Linked DNA regions of Columba livia: region 2 is linked to region 1. A link is a contact called in public Hi-C data. All regions are on one chromosome and are shown on one strand. The core of a region is the stretch at or near the end of the contact, and the rest is flanking DNA. Distances in the headings are between cores, read along the strand shown.

Region 1 (6,984 bases), core at 1,477-3,976:
TGGTTTTGTAATAATATATCTAATTTGGCAAAATAAAACAAGTGCTACAGTGGTGTCTAACAGCAGGTGTTTTCCAACCATGATATGGTAAATGCCAATGCTGGCTACTCCATTCAGTAGCACCATATTTTAGATTTGTGTTTTATTTTTATGCTGTTGGAGCAAAATGTCTTGTTAATCAGTTCATAAAACAGTAGGATTAAAAAGAATGCACTGGAGGTGTAAAACAGTCAACACCAAGAGATTTTAAAGATTAGTTTAACAAATAAAACATAATTGGATAAAATAGGTGAGTAATGAGTTAAGGGCAGCCCAAATGTGTAATTTCTTGGGGTCAGCGGCAATGTGTCAGTTTACGCCAGCCGGGTAACGCCTGGAGGACAGGTAACAGGGTGCTGTGAAGTTGTGTTCACCGTGCTCTGCTGTTGACTTGTCTTGTTTTATCTTCCTCCCACCAGCGCTTTTAAGTGATGCAGGGGAAACACTGAGTTAAATCGTGAGCTGCACGCCAAATGCTGCATGTGCTTTTGATTTTTTTCCAGGTAGGGTAAAGAAAATGTGTCTTATTAAAACAAGAAACTGTAATTGAGGTGAGAAGGGAGCCAGTGGAGTGCCTGCAGGATGCTCACCGCCCTGCTGCTGGTCGCAGTAGCTCTGGGGTTTTGGTGGAAGCGTGCTGGGCACGCTGCTCCCCACCTGCCTGGGTTGCTCTTGATGAAGTAGCAATACCCTGGGGAAAGATGTTCTCATAGGCTCCTGCTTTGCCCAGCCCTGAAAGGCCATCACGTCCCACGCACAAGTCACTCTGCTTCAGGCAGCACCCCTGTGCTGACCTACAGGCAGAGGGAAAACTTGACTGCTTGCTCAGATGAAATCTGTGGCCTGGCCTCAGGCAAGCAAAACCTAGTAAGCCATATCAGCGTTCCTGCAGATGATAGGAAGGTAATTTCTCTGCTTTTACAAGTGATTTTTGTTTTATCACTTACCTGCACGCTGTCACTGAAATCTTTGTGTCTGCTGAGACTCCACCTGGATGTTCATTTGTTGCCCCACTGGGGGTGGTGGCAGCAGTTACTGAGCCAGATGCTTCCTACATGCCTCTGGAGGCCCCTGCTGCCCAGCCCATTCCTCTTCCGAGAGTGGTCACTGTGTGATGCTGCATAACTAAAACCCATCATAGACTATGAGGCACAATTGATTGATAAGTCTGGTTTAGCATCTCGATTTCTGAGGTTAATAGATAACAATACCCTTCTCCTAGCAACAAATGTTAATTGATGGATTACTAATAACAGATCTTCAGATCTGCATCAAAATGCGACCCACATAATTGGGTGAAAAATATTGTATATACACACAATTAAACACACACATGCATGCACACACAGTGTCATCTGTCCTCCATGCCAAATGCACAGTAACACTGGGTGCTAAAATTTGCGATGAATTATTTATATGATGAATTATCCCTCTCTCTCTGCTCCTAGAATATCCAATTGCCCATTTTGCTTTAGAAAGATTTGTTATTCAGATTTATTAACTGGATAGCTTATCAAACATTTCCTCCTCTTTTTCTCCATAATATGCATCTTATTTTCTGGTAGCACCTATCCATTCACTCTAACAGGGTCTCCCAGCATGGTGAAACTGTGAAAAGCGCAATTGTTACCAAGACAGTTTACAGTCACCTTTGTGAACCAGCTACAGATGTTCCAAATTTTGGATATTTGTTTGCTCACTTAAGTCAGAACAGTTTCAGCTCCAAGTAAATGGTCTGCAGCTACAGAACAAGATTGCAACTACATGTGAATGAATAATTTGGTTCTCATCAGTATTTAGCATGCAGCTTTTGAAATTCGTTCTTGTGGCCATTTTTGCTGGTAAAACTCCATTCCCTGGAAGCCTTTGGGGGGTGCAGGGAGATGAAGAGTGCCTAAAGCCAAATCATCTAGAGGTTTTCTGACCTTGTCTTTTAGTTTCTCAGTTTTGCTGCATTGGCATAGGGAATGGCATTTTACAGTCTAGGACTTGTTGCCCTGCGTGTTGCATGCTGCCATGCCTGAGATCTGCTCCTGTACAAACATGGACCGTCTCTGGATTCAGGGATCAACATTTAAACACCCATTTCCCAGGTGCTGGGATAGAACCTGAGACAGATAAATGGACTTAAAAGGAATGACCTACCACGTTACTTTTCCATATTTTAGGCGTTCATTGTTTGGTTTCCTTTTAACTGGCTGTCCTACTGCCTCTCAGATACTCATGTAATTTCCAGCATTTAAATCCCAAATCCACCTTCCATATCTGTGTTTAATATTTTTGTACCTTGTAAATTTTAAGACTGGTGAACGTTGTTCTTAAAGCGTTTTAATGGTTCCTCTAGCTGGGAGTTGCTTTGTGCTTTGCTTTAAATCGTGATAGAGATTTACAGGTGTGATAGAGTTGGAATTGCAAGCATCCAAAAGAGAGTTTTCTGTATGCAGAGGAGTCGGTATTCACATACCTCAGTAAATAATATCCCGAGGATGTCATCTCGTTTCCCTTGAAATCATAAACAGTAATACCCTCTAAGAACAATAGCACTAAAACTGTCCTCGGGTTAAAAATAATCGGTTTGCCTGTGAGTAAAGCACACAGTCTCAAGAGCTCTTTGGCTGGGTAGCAATATTTTACCTCTAATGACCTCAAACCGAAGCAAACCATTTCTGCAGGCTCTACAGAACACCGTTGTGCCAGGAATAGGACCCGAAGGTTGCTGCCTCCCTTCACCTGAGCACATCCCTCTCTGCTTGCTCTTGCTCTCTCCAAAGGCTTGGGGGAAAACTGGTGACATTGTACTGGATATACTTTATTAATTTTGGCTTTCTTAAGTAGTCAGATTCTTGCATTTTTGGGTGATTGAATCTCTGTGTCTTCTGCAGCAGAAGAGGAGCACGTGTAGTTTGCTGCATTTTTTTTTTTTTATTTGAGGTGTTGCATTTGGGGGTTGAGAGAGGAAGAAGTCGGGATGCTGTGTGCAAATACCAGGTATTTTTAGGTTCTCCTTAAATATGCATAAATTAGTTTTAAACTTCTGTGTGTTTCCTCCATTCCCCAAACTCATACCCTTGAATGTATTAGAAAATTAGAAATGTAGTTGTGAAATACGTAGTGTTAGGGACGTGGAAACAGAAGGATGACTGAGTGTGGGCTCCCATGGGGCTTTTATTCTTAATCTTGGTTGTTTTTGGTTTTTTCAGTGAATTTATATATTTGTGCAGATCCTCGGGCAGAGTGCTCACTGGCTTGCAGTGAATAAACCAGCTACCCTGTGAGTTGAGAGTGGGAGGTAAGTGGCAGTAACTAATGGCAATTAGCAGAGGTCTGGACAGCTACGAGTCCCTGAAGACATGAGCTGTTTTGGGGGTTGTGTCTTCACGGAGTGAAGCTGATTGTCACCCTACAGGATATGACAATTTCCATCCCTCCACCGAGGCTTCACTGTCAGATTTGCTCAGCAGACTTGCAAAACAGGCGGGGTTTATTTTATTTGTGCCCCTGACTATTTGTCGAAGTAGTAGGGAAGGAATGATTACCTTCAGGGAAATTACCCACCAGCTGCAATCGGTAATAACTTGTTTAAAGCTTATGTGGCACCTGACGTTTTTATGACTGATGTACCAAAAAAGAAACGAAAAGTGAGAAGGGTTTGTTTTTAACGGCAAAGGATACTTTCCACCTTTTCGTTGCAGCTCCCAGGTAAGGGTAAGAAAAAAGTCCCTCGCTGCCCGAACCTGAAAGCTGCCTCTGATCCAAACGCAAGAAGGGAGAAGCGGCGAGGTTGCGTACGCGGTTTCGTGTCACCCGTCCCGACTGCCGGGCAGGAGAACACTTTCAAGATGGATGTTGAGCCGCTTCTCGCCGTGCAGCGCGGCACCACGTCGGGCGGCTCTGCCGGGGCTGCTGCTGCCGCCGCCGGGGGGCAGCGCGGGGCGGGGGCGCCCCTGGGGCCGGGGCTCCCCCGCGGGCCCGCCCCTCCGCCCCCCGCGGAGAGGCGCGGTGGCGGGGCGGGGCGGCCGCGCCCGCGGGGCTCCCCTCGCCGCCCGGTCCGGCGGCAGCAGCGAGACGCGCTGGGTGCCGCCGCTCCACGCAGCTGCTGCCAACTTTTGCTGGCGCTCAGCTGCGCCGCGGTTCCTCCCGGGAGGCGAAGTCGGGGCCGTGCCTTCGCCCCGAGCGGCGGCGGGTGCCCTCGGGGAGGATCCAGCTCCTTTGCCCTGTTTTTTCCTCTTTTTTTTTTTTTTTTCATTTTTCTTTTGCGCGGAGGGGTGGGGAACGGAAGAAGCTATAAAGCGCTAAGGGACGTGCGTGACATAGTCCGTGTTGCAGCCCATCCCCACTGGAGCTGGGGGCTTAGGTAAACACCCGCTCTCCTAGAAAAAGGCCCTCCCCCCCCTCTTCCCCGCTTCGGGAGAGACCGGACGGGACGGGACCGGACCGGCCGCCGCAAGGTAAGTCACCGGTACCAGGGCGCGGGACCGGGGCCGCCCGCGCAGCCACTCCCGGGCTCCGCTGGGGCAGCCCCGTCGGGGCGGTGGGTGCAGGCGGAGGAGCGCGGTGTCCTCTCTGGGTGCGGGACCTCTCCGCGAGACGCGGCCAAACGGGGCGGGGGAGCAGCCACGCGGTCCCCCGCACTGTCCCTCCGGCCGCGGCTCCAGCACCGACCCCCTCGTCCCGGCGCTGCTCTGCCGCGCGTCTGCGGGATGCTGCCTGTAGGACCTCAGCCCTCTCTTGGATACTCCCCTCCCCTTCGAGGTTTGGTTTTTTCCTCCCCGTTTTTGCCCTCTCGCAGCCCACGGCGGCCCGTGCCCGGTGCCCGGCCGCAGTGCCCGGGCTGCCGCTGGGAGCCCCGGCTCGTCCTCCAGCGCCCAGGCGCTGCCGCTGAGCGGGTATGTGCCAGGCAGGCGACGGCTCCAGCTTCGTTAGCTTCACACTTTGTTATAGTGGAGGGAGAAGGAAAAAGTGGCTACCAGAAAAAGTAGATTAAAACCTCAGCGGTGGGATTTAAGTGCCGAGACTTGCTACGTGTGGCTTGCGTCGTGTTTTTATTTCAACAGTGCAGAGACAATAGCTTCAGAGCGTTCTTTAATCACTTGCAGATACATAACTTTTCTGTATTTAAACCTTTGTAGGTTAGTAAATTAGTGCAGATTTTTGAAAAACAGTGGTTCTCTGAACATTTTTCTTTTCTGGATATATTTAGCACTTGAGTTTTAATGTGCTGGGCTTTCCTCTGGCCAGTTAGGTTGGTGCCAGGGATGAGCGTGACCTTGCCACTGCCGTGCTGCCCAGGACTGCTCTGGAAATCATCCTGGTGGGCACCTATGTGAACGAGACAAACTCTGTGAGGCTGGTTTTTGAGAGTGGGCTGTGAAGCTTGTAGCATCCCTTGGACTTTCCCACCCCGCCAAAGGATCTGGTTAGCATCTAGTTACAATAATTAATTAAAACAAATGGTATTGCTGTTCTTGTGGCTTGACTGAGCTGCAGGAGTCGAGCTCAGAGGGGAGGCCAGTGTAAATACACGGATCTCCCTGGCCTGGCTGTCTGTCTGCGAACAGATACCAGGTGACATTCGGTGACACAAATGTGGCAGCCTGTCTCCATCAGGGCATCCTACAGCCGGGCTGTGTTGGCAGCCCCACCCAGAACTGTCTTCCGATGGGCTTCCAGCTTAAGTCCACTGTTTTCATGCTTGTTCAAGCTGGTGGAGTTGTAACTGTAAAACTGGAAGAGAGGGGAGCAATTTGAGGGTGAATTCCTCCCTGGGCAGCTGATGGTGAGTGATTTATATGCTAGTAACCCTGGCAAGGCACTGCTGGCTTGGCCATAACCTGGTTTCCATAAAAATAGCACTTGGGCATTAGACATCCGCAGCACTCTTGGCCGTGCTGTAAGGCAGTGAGGAGAAAAACTTTATGATTCTATTCAGCCTACTTTGAAAATCGCTGATTCTTAGCTATTTTAGGAATGGCATTTTGGATTGCTTCTTGTCAGGAATGCTTCATCCTCCTGGCCCCACTCTCCTACCTCGTAGCAAAACACATACCTGCAAGAGGAGATCTGCCCAGGTCAGCTTTCTAGTACCACTAAAAGTTTCTGTGAGTACTTAGAGTAATGTTGAGAATGTAAAACTTGTTAATATTTGAAGGAAGAGAAGACTTTTTAAAAACACTGAGAGATTTTATGTTCTATTTTGACCGTTAAGAATGTGATGAAGCAACAGCGTGCAGTGGTGTATCGTGTGTGTGTGTTGTATGAATGTATTTGGGGTCCTCTGGCTGTGTGTCATCCTGTTGTGAGGAGAGTGATACCTTTTCCTTGCAGACTGACTTTCTGCATCAGCAGATAATGACCCCCTCTTAATTTGAAAGAGCTTTGCAATACATCTGAAAAACTACTTCAGCCTTGTCATATTTCTGTGATGAGGACTGCGGGTGCATCACGCTGTGCCTTTTCTGCGTGGCCCCAGACAGAAAACCCGTTGATTTTTCTGCTGCTGAGGGTGGGCACCTCAATGTGTTATTGCGATTCTGCCGGCGAGGTGTGGTGCTTGTCCTGCACCTGCCTGGGGATGCATCATGCTTTGAGGTGCCTGTGAGAGCAGCCAGTTCTTCCCTGGTGACAGGCAATGGCACACGTGTGACGTGCTGCTGGCACCATCGGTCCGCAGGTTACCTCGCACCACAGCCCACCGGGGGAGTTCAGGGTTTGGTGATCAGATACAGAATTTGAGAGGGAATTAGAATACCATGTAGGATGCTGACCAGCTACTCACGTGAATGATCCTGCAGTGATTAAAACTGTCCCCTTTTTTTCAGATTTTAAGTAGGTTGTCACAGAGGTCAGGCAGAGTTGTGCAGGATTGCCCTGCGTGCCTGTTTTGTTGTGGATAACTACTTTGGATACACCAAGGAAAAGAGTTTAGGTTTCCAAAATGTTTATAAA
Region 2 (6,984 bases), core at 2,662-5,161, 370 kb after region 1:
ATCACAGAACTGATACATTAAATAGCTATTGGAGATGATTTTTGCCATGCCCTTGGTGCAGTGCTTTCTGATGAAGAGCGCACAAAACACACATCTGGTCTATTTAGCTATGGAAACATTGTGTGAACCATATAGTAAGGGCTGATGAAAAAAGAGACCAATGAAATCTGCAAACTTAAACACATTTGCCAGAGTTGAGGGTCTGATTCTGGTAATAGTCAGTACCAAGCTGGGATAATGTAATTAAAAATGTGTGATGTTACATGGGTCCAAACATAGCAGGAGATTCCAGTGAGAAACCTAACGTGCCACATGAAATGCTCAATTTTATTAGGTGAAGCTTCTAACAATCATATGACATTTCTAAGTAACAACCTAACAATACAACCCGCGACAGTGTGAAACTGTTTGTTTCGATGTCTCTTCTTACAAAAAAGTTACCAATTTAAACAGCTTTTGTGTCTCTTATGAAAAGTAGCTGCCAAGGTTTCCACCTGGTATTAGGATGTCTGACTAACAAATCTTTCAAAATACCTTTTATTTGCATAGATATCTTTGAAGTATAGCTTTATAGTCACATTTAAACATAAGTATCCCTAAATATTATATGAATCATTTTTCAAGCAAGCTACTAATCTAGCTAGTTATATTAAAACAGCTTGGAGTGTTTTGGCTGTTTGGATTTATGCTGAAGGAGATAAACCAATAATAAATTTCAATTATGTAAAATCAGTGTCTTCAGGTGGCTTCAAAAGTGATATTTTGAATTGCCAGAGCCAAGACTCAGGCACACTTTTTCAAGTTTTCAGTTTGATTTCATATAGATGATTATTTTATTTTTTAAAACAGAAACAGGTAGCAGTGCTGGGTTATGGTATTAATTACACATTGAAACAGAAAACGTGAAGTAAACCTGGTAGCATTTTAAGAATCCAGCTATTTCAAATTCATCTGGAATTCATTGGGCTACCCCTAGCTGTAATGAATTCATGCTGTATTAGTAGTAACATCACATGTACATGCTCTACTGAGATCAGTATTATTTAATTGACTCAAAGGATTAGTTTAAGATCAACTTTCCTTTAACTATATTTTTAACATAGCTTTCTACTGAAGCACAGCTTCCCACAAGAAAAAAAGACGACATCAGAAGAAAAACATGCATAAGAAAATATACAAAATCTGACATTTTTGTCTCCTTAGGAAAGATACCAAAAGCATTAGGATTGTATAGTCTATCCCCCATGTAAACAAATACATTGTGTTTATTTATAATTTTCTCTGTGGGAAACAAAATATTCAACTCTACAAAAGTAAACATATGCAGATTCAAGAGAAGTATTAAGATGCATCTAAGTAAAAATGACATATCTTACTTAAACTGAAAAAAAAATCATGCAAACAATCTGTTTGTAAAGAAGTACTGAGCAGTATCATCTGCACATTTCTGCTTTGTCAGGAGAACACAAATAACATGCAGAAGATGAAAAGCCGGACGTGAGCCAGCAATGTGCACTCACTGCCCAGAAAGCCAACTGTATCCAGGCTGCACCAACAGCTGTGTGACCAGCGAGCCAAGGGAGGTGATTCTGCCCCTCTGCTCCGCTCTGGTGAGACTCACCTGGAGCATCACGTCCAGCTCTGGAGCCATCAGCACGGGAAAGACATGGACCTGTTGGAGAGGGGCCAGAGGAGGCCGCTAAGATGATGAGAGGGATGGAACAGCTCTGCTGTGAGGACAGGCTGAGAGAGTTGGGGTTGTTCAGCCTGGAGGAGAGAAGCTCTGGTGAGACCTTATTGCAGCCTTTCAGTACTTCTAGGAGGCTTTATAGGAAAGATGGGGACAGACTTTTTAGCAGGGCCTGTTGGGATATGACAGGGGGTAATGGCTTTGAACCATAAAAGGGTAGATTCAGAGTAGATATAAGGAAGAAATTATTTAGAATGAGGGTGATGAAACACTGGAACAGGTTGCCCACAGACATGGTAGATGACCCATCACTGGAAGCATTTAAGGCCAGGCTGGACGGAGCTCTGAGCAACCTGATCTAGTTGAAGATGTCCCTGCTCACTGCAAGGGCATTGGACTAGATGACTTTTAAAGGTCTCTTCCAACCTAAACTATTCTATGATTCTACGAAACAGATCTAACAAAACAGTAAAGGTCTCAAAAGACTCTAAATTTCTGTAGTTTTCACAAATGAGGAGAAAACTTACTAATGCCCACATGGGAAAAAAAAAGAGTGATGTCTCTCAGTACTCAGATAATTCACACAGGAGGCTATTACAAATGTCTTAAATGCAGAAGAAGCTTCAGGAAGGTTTGTAACTTAGCAGACCCCAGTTACTCCATTCTCAAGTCATTCTCTTTGCCCTGTGGATTTTCTAGAATCCTCTCAAATTCTGCACATCTAATTTCTCTTTGCTTTTCTCTGTTCAGATTACCTGGCAGTGCTTCCGAGAATACAGTTCTTACTACTACAGTATGATCTCTTTCACAGTGACTTTAATTTTAATAATGACAAGGTATAACAACTTAAAACTTCCCACTATGCAAATTCAACAACAGCTTTTGCTCCTGTAGGTCAACTGTGTATTGCTCTAAAGTTATGTTTGTTACTCAGCTTCCAAATGCCAAAAACCATATTCAAGCAATATTGAAAGTGAAAGGGACGGAAACAGGAGGAAACACACACAAACAGTAAGGAGGAGTGAACCCGGACTTGTCTCTCTCCTCTTCAGAGACATGAGAGCAGAAAAGCCTTTTTGTTGTTTTCAAAATTAACTATACGACGGAGGCAATACTTGATACTAATTCATTTTTCACTTGCAGTTACTTTAAATACTGAGGTATTGGCTTCTCTTTACATGTCTTGCATTCCTCAGTACTTGTCTCCATAAGCAGTCACAACTATCCTTCTGTTGTGGTCCAAACCATAGTCAAGACTTCAGTGCATGACCAGCAACTTCCACTCCCCTAGTGGCATCTTTATGAAAGTGCCTGCATTTAAAGGAAGTATCACAGCAACAAACAGTGTGGCTCACCACTAATCATCTACTACATTTCTACAAACAGGCATCTGCAAAAAAGCTCAACAGGGAGGTCTGCCAAGTGTCCCCTGGGATAGACTTTGTGTGAAAAGGGAACTTTGGAAGTTAATTAGACACAATCTGGTTTTTACACCAAGTTTAAAAAAAGCCAATTAGAGTTAATGGCAGTTCAAATGATTCTCATTCAGATCTCTTTGATACAGTTAATCTTATAATTCGGTTTTTCACAGCAAAACAGCAAAATGGACATTAAAAGTGACTGAACAGTGAAAGAATCCCACTTGGTGGAATTCAGTTTTCTTACAGCAAACTTATCCCTTGTGTAAGAGTTGTGAAGGCACTAGGGATTAATTAAACAGTGTTAGAAAGATATACTGAACATATGGACACAACAGAACTACAGAACTTGCTAACATTTACCAAACAAATCATCCACGTAGGGAAAGGAGACCTTCTGTGTGGAGCACACTGCCTCATGGCATGTGTGGAAAAGGCCCTTGTACAGTGCCTGCCTCAAACACACCCAACAGCCAGGGAGCAGCAACAGTCCCCTTTTGAAGACAAACATACACACTTCGGAGATGAACTCAACAACTGAACAACAAGGGGCAGAAATTACCAAATGATATATCTATGTTTCCAAACAGTACAGCACTTTGATCACAAGAGACAGACTACGCTGCACAGTGAAGAGATCCTTGAACCAAGCCTAACACACTCCTGTGCTTCAACAAAGCAACATGCAGTGCTAACACCTCTGAACCCCGCTGCAACTGGATCCAGAACGGATCCCCAAATCTGTCTTAGGAACAGTATCTGCTTCTGCTTGTAAACCAGCTATTGGCAGGCAAGGACAAAAGGCCGTGCACACCACAGGCAGCTTGGACAGGGCAAGGAACGAGACTTGAGTAACACTGGCAGGAAGCAGGACCCTGCGGAACAAGGTTAATGCTGAGCTGGGACCACCCAGCGTATTTATGACCACAGATACCTCGCAGCTTTATTCGCCCTACTCTGGCAGAGGCTTAGCACCACACTATGATACTAATAGGGTTTGCAAAGGCAGCACAGATCCCAGGTTATTTTTATACTGAACAACAAGCTGAATCAAAGGTTTTCCTACTCCCCCCCGCCCTGTCCCCTTCCATAAAACCCAGCTATTTTGGCCCAAAATGTGCATGGACAAGACTTTACATGGGTAACTTTTTTTTTTTTTTCCTAATATAAAAGGACATCAACCACTGGGGTTTATTTTACTCTAGCTCTTTCTCCACCTTCCTCACATTAAAATGATTACTTAAAATTATGCTTTGATGAGCTTCAATTTAGTGTCCTGCTTTTTCTTTTTAAAAGTGCCAGTACAAAAAACAAAATAAAAAGAATAACATTTAAGACAATAATAATTAAAAACTAGCCATTTACACTTTTATACATTTATGCTTTTTTATTTTTCTGAACTTTAGCAAGAAACCAAACAGTCTGGGAGCCATGTGAAATTCTGGACAGAAGGTATGCCATCATAAGATGTTAATAATGTCCTTGTGCTAATACAGTCACCTGCATGGGATTAGCAAAAAGCAAATTATTCTGTATTTCTTAAATGCCACATAAAAACTCCCAGCTCTTGCTCTTGCATAGCCTTGTGTGTCTCACTCCCACAATTCCCCCCCTCTGAATCCCCTCCTGACAAAACACCCACTCCATCAGTATCACACCAACTCAAACACCAGTAGCTCTGAGAAGGTCTTTACTCAGACAAACGCTTTCTAACCTGGGCAGCCCGAACGGCTGGGCAGTGTACACAACACTTTACCTTTCCTGCTCTTAAACAGGGTTCATTTCTGGAATGCTCAGCTGGAATGCACTTGAATTCTGTTCAGTCATTAGTGGGGAAACTACCCTTCTGTTTTCAATTTAGTGCCTACCTACTTATTGTTCCTGTTCATACAGCAGGACAGCAAATGGTTAAATTAAAAAAAGTAAAAATATTTTTGTCAAAATGCTTGCTTACAGCCTGCATAAAATAAAAACTTTGATGGACTAAAAAGCCATGATGTTCCAATGCCATCGATCTCAAATATATCTTTTTTTTTCACTGATATTTTCACTTAATCCTATTTTCAGGCAAAACCATAGTTAGCCAGAAAATTTTCAGTTATATCTAGGTCTTAATCTATCTCAGAAGGACTGACTTCATTCTCCAAAATGCTCCCACAGTTTCCATTAATTTCATTCACGTGCTTACAATACACTTCATAATCCACATAGGTTTATATGATCATGGTAAACTTTGATGTGATGAGCACAAAGTATCTATCTATAAAACCTTTTCAAAAGGTACACATCTCAAAATGCGTGCTGAAATTTAACTTCATGTAGATCAGAAGTTAAGAATAATGTACGTAGAACTTCTTATAGAAAAAAAATTATGGGTTTATTCTATTTAGAATATCTGGATAAATCCAGAAATTTCTACAGACATTTGTATCAGAAATTCATAATCTTCTGATTACCCTCACACCCTCGATGAAGTACCTCCTGACAGACAAAATTTCCTGTAACTTTTTACAGACATATAAGAACAAACTCAGACTATTGATTATGTCTGTGCATTACAACACTGCACTCTTAAGCCAGAATCAAACACTTTAATTGTATGACCTCTGTTTTAATAATACCAACATCAAACGCTCCCTAAGGGTTCTAGAAATACCAGCCTCACAGCATTTACTAGGCAGTGCTGACCTCCCTCGCACACTCATGGAATTACGGGTTTTTTATAACTGTCAGTTATAATTATTTCTATTAAATGCAGACCCAAGTTACTGCTAATCATGACTTAACTTTCAACTTTAGTCTTGGGTTAGCAATGGCAAGATCAGCTGGTGCTTTAATGAAAGTGGCACGCAATTCCATCTATCATATTCCAATGTGCAAATAAATGCTCAGGGGATATGAATTTCTGTAATTTTAGGGAAACAAGTAAGATGATTTTTCATGAAACTGTCATTTCAAAAGTGCTGATTTCATGTAAACATGGATTAAAAAAAAGTAAAATGTAGCAACCTGGAATTCAAGGAATATACAGAAACCAAATGAAAGCTGGGGCATGCTTATATAGGAGAAGAATCAAGAGTCATAGAAATTCAATATAGAACATAACTCAGAATGGCTCATGAAACAATGTTTTTTTCACTGCCCCTAAATATTTTTTTTAAATTATTTTAAAAACTAAGCAGTAATTCGGGAAAAATTAAACAATTAGACTCTTATCCTTGTACATATAGGTAATTTCTTTAACATTCATTATGAGAAGGGATGTTTCAGACTCAACACTTATTCTGTAAGACTCTGCTCTGCATTAATAAAAACTAAGCTTGAGGGTCCTCTTACCTGAATACCTCTACTCCTGTTCCCCCTTTCAGCATTAATAGCCAAACAGATTTACCAATGAGCTGATCTCCTCTAGGATAAAGTATATTAAGACCAGCTGAACGTAAAGAGGGAAGAAAAAACTATTCTCTGCAAGAAATACATACTGCAGCTTTTATAGTATTCACTGTAAATAAGCAGGCCGATGTGCTAGGCTCATTTATTGAGAAAAAAAACTGCTGTTTCAATAGTTTGGAAACAGAAACTATATGAGAACCAGAATAATTTATTGAAAAATAAACACATTTACTAAAGTGTCCAGTTTTGATAACTTATTCAAAAGTAAGAGAGGTATTATGTTACAAATATCCTCTATTCTTCTTGGTCTTTGTGAGTTACAGAGAGACATCTGGCTTCCTAGGTATTGCACCAAAGCCTGCTGCCATTTACATTAATGTAAATGTGGTGTAACTGTACCAGTTTCATTGTTCAACAGAGCTTGCCTTGCTGAACATTCCCATAGGGGAGAAATGAGACATTACACATCATTCCTGAAGATAT

Evidence for each region. A called contact is a pair of places that touch in the nucleus more often than the background predicts.
Region 2: a Hi-C map of liver shows a contact between it and region 1, with 5 times the contacts expected there. The contact joins the enhancer-like site here to the promoter of NDNF in region 1. A contact is called at or near these places in 2 of 2 Hi-C or Micro-C datasets (crop and liver).

The regions. Positions count from the first base shown.
Region 1 is chr4:66,803,887-66,810,870 of bColLiv1.pat.W.v2, forward strand. It overlaps NDNF (neuron derived neurotrophic factor), which reads left to right and starts at 2,727. Exons shown (of 5, transcript XM_065062161.1): 1 at 2,727-3,027; 2 at 3,240-3,328.
Region 2 is chr4:67,170,895-67,177,878 of bColLiv1.pat.W.v2, forward strand. No RefSeq gene overlaps it. Among named protein-coding and RNA genes, the nearest start is that of MAD2L1, 15 kb to the right of the region's middle. Within about 2 kb of position 3,912, at least 2 of the 3 cell types and tissues checked have an H3K27ac peak away from gene starts, as active enhancers do.